Linked DNA regions of Hordeum vulgare: region 1 is linked to region 2. A link is a contact called in public Hi-C data. All regions are on one chromosome and are shown on one strand. Each heading gives the region's core, a stretch centred on a gene start, on an enhancer-like site or on the middle of the called end of the contact. The rest is flanking DNA. Distances are from core to core; before and after follow the strand shown.

Evidence for each region. Hi-C and Micro-C count contacts between places; a contact is called where the count stands out from the background.
Region 1: a contact with region 2 is called in a Hi-C map of leaf, with 4 times the contacts expected there. The contact joins the promoter of LOC123424638 here to the promoter of LOC123429405 in region 2. A contact is called at or near these places in 3 of 6 Hi-C or Micro-C datasets (leaf and seedling).

The regions. Positions count from the first base shown.
Region 1 is chr2H:30,731,759-30,736,711 of MorexV3_pseudomolecules_assembly, forward strand. LOC123424638 (BRCT domain-containing protein At4g02110-like) reads left to right here and starts at 1,371. Exons shown (of 9, transcript XM_045108274.1): 1 at 1,371-1,456; 2 at 1,557-1,661; 3 at 1,866-1,967; 4 at 2,628-2,712; 5 at 2,801-2,867; 6 at 2,959-3,003; 7 at 3,169-4,953. The coding sequence starts at 1,376.
Region 2 is chr2H:30,469,896-30,474,475 of MorexV3_pseudomolecules_assembly, forward strand. It overlaps LOC123429405, which reads left to right and starts at 1,931. Exons shown (of 2, transcript XM_045113447.1): 1 at 1,931-2,369; 2 at 2,468-2,730. The coding sequence starts at 2,101. The coding sequence ends at 2,343. It overlaps TRNAA-AGC (a tRNA gene), which reads right to left and starts at 3,457; the gene lies at 3,385-3,457.

The DNA of each region.
Region 1 (4,953 bases), core at 121-2,620, 260 kb after region 2:
AAACTGAATAACCGGTTCAAGGTGCCTAGAAGTTTTTTAAAACCAGAAAAAACCGGCTGAAAAACCTCTAGAAGGTTCTCAAAATCGAAGCATTGGAATGCTTAAACGGGCCGGCCTGTTGCGTTGCTGATTGGTCTGTGCGAAGTGGTGCTCCTATTCGGCGCCTTTAGCGCCGGTTAGGAAAACCGGCGCCTGCAGGGCTCCTCTTCATGGGCGGCCCATGTAAAAATCCGTTGGTTATTAAAAATTTAAAAGGTTCACAAATTTTTAAAAAGTTCAAATTTGCAAAAAAAGTACATCACCAATTTTTGAAATTTGTTCATGGATTTTAAAAAAAGTTCACAAAATTCAAAAAAAATCATGAATTTTGAAAAAAGTTCATAAAATATTTAAGATCATTTAAGTGATTTTGAAAAAAGTTCATGAATTTTAAATTACCATTAATTTTCAGAAATTGTTCACGAATTTACAGAAAAAAATCATTTATTTTCAAAAAAGTTCACAGATTTCAAAAAATTTCATGAAGAATCTCTACACTGGCCGGCCCATTACGGAAAGGGGAAAAACATGTTTTTTGTTTTTTTCTATCGCGTGAGGCATGGTTTTTTCGTTTGGTGTTTTTTGTGATTTTTTTTTTCTTCGTTAAACCCTATCAACATGGGATCTAGTTTTGAAGATCTCGAAGCGAGAAAGCCAACAGTGAAAACGGTTCGAGATTTGGACGCACGGTTTAGGAGATTAAACATTTTTAAAAAACGAATCTACGAAAAAGGGAAAACTTTTTGGTTATGACAAATAACACGCATGCAGTACGTCACTTGTCACAACCTATAAAAGATGAAAATAATCGTTGAAAGGTATACTCGCTAACCAGTGATTTCGTTGGTCGGGCCGTACCGTGCTCGGCCTGTTTAACCTGGACCGGCCCTTGCCGGCCCGTTTGGCCAGGTTTGCTTTGACCCATTCCGTTTGGGAACCGCGCGTCCCCGGCGGAAAACCAAATTACAAATTTTACAATCTCCAACTTTCCCTCCGCTCCCGGACCAAACGCAACAAAATCCACCCCCTCCCCCCCCATTCCAACCAGCCTCGCGCGCCGACCAACGGACCAATCCCAAATCCTCTAACCCTACCCCCGCCCCGGACCCTGTCCCATCCATGCGCCCGCACGACGGCGACGAGCGCCTCTTCGCGGGCGTGCGCTTCGCGCTCGTCGGCTTCGACCCCGCCTCCGAGTCCCAGGTGCGCCCGCCCGCCTCGACGCGGTTCCCACTCCCACGACCCACCTTTTTCATCTCGGTTCCGCGCTGGCTAGGCCCGATTCGGCCCAGTTCTCACCGTGTGATGTCTCCGCGTCTGGCAGTATCGGTCGGAGATGGTGCGGCGCGGCGGCGCCGACGCCGGCGGGCACGCCGCGGCGGGGTGCACCCACGTGGTCGTCTTCGGCCTCGTATACGTGAGTTCCCGCTTCCCCTGCTCCTCCGGGGGTTTCGTTGGGGGCGTTTCTCGCGTGACTTAGTTCAGTGGTGTCTCTGCTTGAACTGAAATCTGTGTAGGACGATCCAGTTTGCGTGGCGGCGCGGGAGGGCGGGAAGAAGGTCGTAACTGAGCTGTGGGTGGACGATAGCCTGGACGCCGGAGCGGTCGCCGATACCGACCGGGTCAGTTCCGCTATCGTACTTGCATCTCTACTGCAATTAATCCGGTACATTTGTTCTTTATGGACAGTACAGTGTAAACCATGCCTTTTGAATAAGTTCCCCAAACAGTTGTCTTAAGAGAGGACCCTTTGGTTTGTCCCCTATGAAATGATCTTATTTCTGCGAGTGGTTAGTTGGTGACTTGAACTTCGTTTGATTTGATAGGTACTATACAAGCCATTGAGAGATCTGGATGGTATACCGGGCAGTGAATCGCTTAACATTTGCCTGACAGGGTACCAAAAGAATGGGCGTGAAGACATAATGGTAATACTGCTGCTTTTACCTTTATACCTCCAAGCCTAGAGGTCTATGATTGTTAATTCATAAAGCCAATAACATAGAGTATCTGGTCAGTATCATTTTGTTATTGATCAGGACAGTTATGATTTCCTTCAGTGGATGGATTGAAGATACTTGGTGGTTAAGTTTTGGTCCCTTGTTTGGATAGCTTATAGTCATGCCTTTGATTCTAGCAAATTGTTTTTTGTTGTTGTGCCAAGTTTGGAGTTAATTATATACACTTAAACTGCTGAATCAGTTTACGGATACCAAACATGTTAGAAACCAACATTTCTTCTGCATAGCCAAGATTCAGAATGCTACTGACATAGATCCACCTGTAGCAGTTAACAAATTTTCAGCTCTTTTCTTGTAGGGACTTGTAGTTTCTCACACTTGGGTTTGAACGCTTCATTTTATTTTTGGAGTTCTCATCCCAAAGCTGTAGCTGCTTAGGCAGCTTAGTTTTATTTGTCAGTTTTTAGCTATGTTAGTTTAGTTTGGCTATTGCTGTTTGGTTTGGAGCTTTTGCACCATCTGGTTTGTTTTGTACTTAACGCCCTCTTAGGTGTTAGTCTTCTAACATACAACGATGTGTGTTTGAGGAAAAATATTTCTGACCATTTATTTCACTACTGAATATAGAAAATGGTTACTTTAATGGGAGCACAGTTTTCCAAGCCTTTGATAGCACACAAAATCACCCATCTAATTTGCTACAAATTTGAAGGTATGTTGTTTTCTTCGTAATTTCCATACAGTTTACACTTTTTCAGTTAGTGTTCACTCTCAGTTTTTCTCACCCCTATTTCTATCAGGTGAGAAGTATGAACTTGCTAAAATGGTGAATATCAATCTTGTTAATCACCAATGGTTGGAAGATTGGTATGTTTATTTACTAACCAGTCTTGTAAATAAGTTATCGTGTCATGTCATGGTTATTTCTGCTGAAACACCGGATATGATTTTACTGCAGCTTAAAGGCCTGGGAAATTCTTCCAACTGAAAATTATAACAGAAGGTAAGTGTAGAAGCAAACCAACTTGCTATTATCTTTGATATTTCCCACCCTTTCATTTTAGCCATCGGGTTTATATGTCTTGTTAATTTTCTCATAAGAATATGCAATGTATATCATGCACTTCATGGGTACTGAATCAAGTGATTTGGTCACTTATTTATGCAGTGGATGGGAACAAGAGACGATGGAGGTACAAGTTCAGGACTCCGAAGATGAAGCAGAAGATGCTGGCAGAGGTTTATCTCATAGCAGAAGCATTGCCGGAAGTGTGTCTGTTACAGGGATCAGAATGGGAACTCATGTTGATCCTGATGTCCCCTCATCTGTTCATGGTCTTACTGTCTCCCCTGGCAATACCGAGATTACTGCAGGAAGACACCTGGGCACTCCAGAACAGGGCAGTGAAGATCTATGCATAAGGCCCCTTGATGTTAGAGCTGACATACAAAGCACTCATAACACAAATGGTGTGACAAATTCTGCTGATCTTGAGGCACACGATTCTATCCATCCTCCTATTAACTCCAGTAGCAATGAAGAGGCTCCTGGAGATCACAAGACCAGAGATGAAATCAAAGATGGTGATAAAAGGCCACTTGCCGCTTCTATTCTCAACACAAATGGGCTCACAGATTGTGCTGATCATCTTCTACATCAAGCAACTATGGTATCTCCTATTCCAGCAGTCAACAAACACAACATTGATGGAAAATATTTGGACAATCCCTGTCAGTTCACTGGCAACAATGTTAGTTTACTAACATCTTCTGCAGAGAGTCTCTTGAAGAAAGCATTGCACTCGTCACGTCTGAGTGGAAACGTCGATCATAAGGATGATGGACCTGTAGCTGATCTTGCTGCCAAAGTTGGTCAAGCAAACATAAAAGGAAATGCAGCCTTGCTTAAGGCTAATTTGGTATCACCAGGCAATTCGGCATCGAAGACTACACCGATCTTAAGCTACTCCAGAAAGCGTACTCGGAAGTCAGTTTCACCGGGAACTAATTTAAATTTGGTTAACCAAACAGCATCTCCCCAAAATTTGGAGATAAATACACCAAATGTTGAGTTTAACATCTCTGCATCAATGAAGAGCAATGATAAAATTAGCGAGCTTGCTGATACCAAAAGCCTGAGAGACGAAGCCATAAAACATGTGAACAGACCGGACTCTGTACTTGCTCAAACGAAGGGCAGGCTTTCTTCAGCCAGTCCAAAACTGCTAAATGGTGGCACAGACTTAGCAATTGGAACTGCAAATAGTCCTTTCTCAAGCAGGGGAATCACATCTGACGCAGCAACAGTTTCTGATCTGGGGGAAAATTCCACTGGATCTCGACCCATTAAACCTAATGGTAAAGTAAACAGTGATGTTATTGTGAATCTTACGGAGAGGCAGAAGTCTGACTCTTCTGGAAAGAAGCTGTTGCCCTATAGGAGGACTTCTTTGAAGCTTGCAAGGTCTTCTGAAGCAGAAAAACTTCCTGAAATTATTGATAATGAGGCGAAGGTAGAGTTACCGGCTAAAGCAAAGAAACTGGCACAGCATGAAGCAGCAGCAGAGAAGGAATGTGCTATAAGCCCTTCTATTGATTCTGAAGCTGAACAAACAGTTTCAAGTTTCTCTCGTCAAATTCAGAATGTAGCAATGAGTAATGCATCACAGGTTAATAGCATTGAAGCGGTAGCTACGGACTCGCAGCATGACAAGGAGGTTTCTCATGCAACCACGGAAACAGGTGCTAGGAAAGTATCAACTTCTAGAGTGAAGAACGCTGGTGCTAAGAGGCTTCGGAGTGCTACAAATGGTAGACGCCCATCATCTGCACGTTGTAAAAGTGAGTCCAAGTCTAAGGATGGTATCGAGGCAGTTCTTTCTCATGAAAACGTAGACGCAGAAAAAGGAAATAATTGTACCAGTCCGAATGCTGCTGAATGTAGAACATCCTT
Region 2 (4,580 bases), core at 681-3,180:
GTCAAGCTGTCAAAGCCTATTTGTTTATCATGTGCTAGATTTGATGTACAGTTTGTACATCTCTGCAAAACATGTCATTAGGCAAAGCTTGTGTGCTTTTCACTTACTGTCCATGTGTACGGCTTGTGTAATTATGTTAAGATCTTCTTTATTTCACTGTCGATCGCACTGTTGTTACCTTTTCGGTCAGATTAACCCATCTTCGTAGTCCCCAGCTTGCTAAAGAGCTGACAGATTTGCAGTTGGCATGTGTGCAAAAAAATTATAAAAAATATGTGGAACGATGGAGTGGGTTTAATACTCCTTGAATTGTTCCTGCAAGATCTGCATGCAAAAATTTACTGGCATCCAGCAGCATCGCTCATTCATTGCCTGCCAAATGGACAGATTTTCCATGTCAATCAACCACCCTGTTTTTTTTTCTTGAAACTTCTGCTTTCCTTCTTTTTTGAAACTCAATCGCCAGCCATGTATGTCGGTGAGCGGCTGGAAAATCGTTGGAGACAATCTCAATCTTCTGTCATCAGTGGCATATTCGTGCATTTTTCTGTCATGGTGAGGTTCCAGTCACGGACTCTGGTGGTCCATGGAGGCTTTCAAATTCAAACTTCAAATTTCATGAAAATGCATGGTATAATATTTCAATTTTTTTTAAAAATACATAAATAGATGATGGTATAATAGATAAGTGTGTAAATTTTCAAAACTAAATACGTTGAAATGAGGGCTATGTAGAAAAGACAAATCTAAAGCTTTTTAACACATACCATTATTCATCTTTTCAGATCATGAATTTGTCTTTTTTATACAGGACACGTCTCAAAGTATTTTGGTCTGGAATTTTACACACGAGTCGCACATTTGTTTATTTGTGCAAATGTTTTTCAGAGTTTTTGAAATCATTTTTTTTGGATTTTGGATTTTTTTATTTTTTTTGGCTTTCATGGCTTCCGGGTGCCGAAACGCCATTCTGGGGTTTAAGTAACACTCCTTGAATTGTTCCTGCAAGATCTGCATGCAAAACTTACTGGCATCCAGACCAGTAGCATCGCTCATTCATTGCCTGCCAAATGGACATATTTTCCATGTCAATCACCCACCCTGTTTTTTTCCCCTGAAACTTCTGCTTTCCTTCTTTTTTGAAAATCAACCGCCGGCCTTGTATGTCGGTGAGCGGCTGGAAAATCGCTGGAGACAATCTCAATCTTCTGTTCGGAGCGGCTGGAAAATCGCTGGAGACATATTTTTGCTCAATCACCCACGACCCAGTTGCAGCAGAGGGGGTTTGCGACTGGCATCCCAAGCTAGCCCGGCGGCGTCGGAAAGGGATAAAGCAGCAAAATCCTTGCACAAAAGAAGAGAAAAAAATATACATTCTTTTTTGTAGACAGTAAAGCAGCTAGCACCCTAATCCCTAGTGCTTCTTGTATGAAGCAAGGTATGTGTACACAGCGGATATGCAGCCACGGCTGCTTGTCGTCCTCGGAGAGGAAAGATATCTCCGGTCTCGGTGCTTTCGGCTCCACTACGCGCCGCATCATGGTGTGGTTCCAGTCACGGAGCACACGCCATTGCTCGTCATCCAGCCTCCTCCATCCCCGTTCCGTTCGTGTCCGTCGACGAGCACAAGTTGAACATCGATCTGCTAACAATTTTTTTAAATACTAGACCTGTAAAATATTACTGTATTATATTATATGGTATGTATGGAATTGGTGAAACGGACACATTGCTTGTCTCGAGGTGACGAAAGGGACAGTCGTGTGGAGGACTTTGAGAGAGAGAGAAGAGGGCATGTGACGCGGAAAGGTATACAATGCGACTATCTATCCGGCGTGGCCTGTGGAGCGGCGTTTCCGAGGCATCAGATTCCCGATCGGACGGCCGTGGAGGCGACGGCAAGCGCCATATGAGCCGAGGTCCCGAGCATAGGATGCCGCTGGCCGCCAGTTGGGTCGCTGCGGCCTCTTCATATCACGCACAGCAACGGCCCTCTGCCTTGCGCTGCAGCAGCTAGCTGCCCTTCATTGTCGTCGTGCCGTGCCCCTGCCTGTACCTCCCTCTCCCCCGCGCGCGCTCCTCCAGCCTAGTGAGGGATAGATGGCGCCGACGTACCGGCCCTACGCCGGCGAGTACGGGGCGGTGGAGCGGAAGGTGGCGGGGGCGCGGTGGGCGGCGTCGGCGTCGTCGGTGGCGTGGTTCGTGGGGGACCAGGCGGAGATGAAGCGGCGGGGGAGGGTGGCCGGCTACAAGGCCTACGCCGTGGAGGGCAAGGTGAAGGCGTCCCTCCGCAGGGGCCTCCGCTGGATCAAGGCCAAGTGCTCCCACATCGTCCACCGCTAGCCCGGCCATCTCCTTCCTTCTTCCTGGTACAGCTTCTTCTTCTCCCCCTGCCTCCCTCCCTGCCTGCCTGCTGTTTCTTCGTCCACGCCGGCTGGTCTCATGGATTTCTCGCTCGCCGGATCAGTCTTGCAGGTGCGCCCTTGTTAGCCGGAGACGGACGATGGGTGGACGGTGGTGGTCACGACGGATGCGCGAGGGATGCAGCCAAGAGACGGACGGAGTCATCGACCATTCCTTGCGAGTAGATTAGTCAGTAGTGTAAGTCTGTAAGAGAGAGATCATCATGCATGGGTCCTTTTCTTCTTCTTCTTCTTCTTCTAGTTTTTCTGTTGTCGAGAGCGGGAGAATGTTTGTTTCCGGGGTATCAAGCAAAGTTGGCCGGCATCACACGCGATTCCTTTCTGCTTCAGTTTCAGATAATCTGCTCGTGCGCGCGATTCCTTTCTGCTTCAGTTTCAGATAATCTGCTCGTGCGCGCGATTCCTTTCTGCTTCAGTTTCAGATCACCTGCTCGTGCGATTCCTTCCTTTATAAAGGAGTATGCTACAGTTTGCCTCCGTTTGATGCCCTCAGACCTGAGTGCTTTGGAAAACAGATTAATCACCAACTGAATCCATCGTGCAATGACCGAGAACACGCGCGAGGGAAATCAATGCAACGGGCACACGAATGAGGATGGATCCCATCCAACGGCACACGCTCCAGAATCACGGGACATGAGCAAGGTCGGCCGTAAGGCAGAACGGTACTCAGAAAAGCTAGAAAAACTAGAAAAAGAAGAAGAACTTCAGATTTCTCTAGTTCGACCCTGTGGCACATGGCGCTGGTCGCCCTGCCACGTCGTCCTCCGCTGGTCCCAGTCAACGCGCCCAGCAGGTTGTCTACCCGGGCCTGGCTCACCAGCCCATTGCCGTCAGAGACCAGAGCCCATAATCAGCCATTTTTGGCGTCTGTTTCAGGCAGCGGACGGCCTACGGACGCGACAAAAGTAATTGCATCGTCCTTTGACGTGGCAAAGCAAAAAGAAAAAAAAAGGTATGTTGGAGAAGTGGGGTATCGATCCCCATACCTCTCGCATGCTAAGCGAGCGCTCTACCATCTGAGCTACATCCCCTTGTTGAGTATGCAATTTCTCTTCTATAATTTAACTTTGGCTTCATGGAATGTTGTTGAACCCCCAACTATTCCGAGGTCGACAAGAAGGCAAAACGGTACTCCTATATGATTGGTTCTAGGAATCATTTGCACTCCCTCTATCTTTAAATAAGTGACTCAACTTTGTACTAGTTTTAACATAAAATTAATATAAAGTCAGGTCACTTATTTTGGAACGGAGGAAGTATTATTTACAGAGAATGACCAATTTTACAAGTTATTACCAACAAGTTAAAGAATTAAAATAGATGCAAATGGCAAAGCTCCACCATAAAAAAACTAGATGTCACATCAAAGTACTTCAAATGACACATGCCAAGACTGATCGGGTCCACGTGACAATGGTTGCGGTAGTCGGCTCTTCTTTGATATGTTCATGGTTTTGTCTCGGTTTGTTTGTTGCTATGGAGTCGAAGCTGCGGCGACGGTGCCCTGTAGTATACGATGACTGGCTGTAGATAGCCCGTCTGGTGATCTCCCGTGGTGTCGGTCGTTCCTGATTTTGTCTTACAGAGTTCTTCGTCAGAGTCAGAGTTGCGTCGCCTGGCCGCAGGTGGTTGAGGTTTTGGCATATATCTTCATGCAGCTTTACGTGTCCGCTACAGTGCGGGTTGAGTCAACGATCGTCTGTGGCGGAGTCGGGTCGTTTGCTCATAGTGTAGGGATGACGATGACGCCTCTAGAGGAGGAGTGATGACGACGACGCGTGTGTGCTGTCTCGCCGAGGCCTTCTTTGGAGTGGTGCGCATGGACATTTTTTGTTGTGTGACGGTTGTAACAATTTTGCCCTTTTTTTATAATTAACTAAGCAATCTGGTTTCCGTTTGGTTTTCCTTAATTGACTGAGCAACCTTTTCTTCTTAATGAATGCAAGATAACTGTTATTTTGAAAAACAGACTGATCATGTGGGATGATCCTTTATCACCCATGTTATTCATATTCGTCATGGAGTGCCTCATTGCGCTCATATCCGCTGTCATCAATGCGTGTATGTTCAAGCCCATCGGCAGCCAATGATGTTGTGATCTTCATCGACTTGACGTCCACCGAGGTCTCCTCCCTGAAACGGTTGTTGAAAATA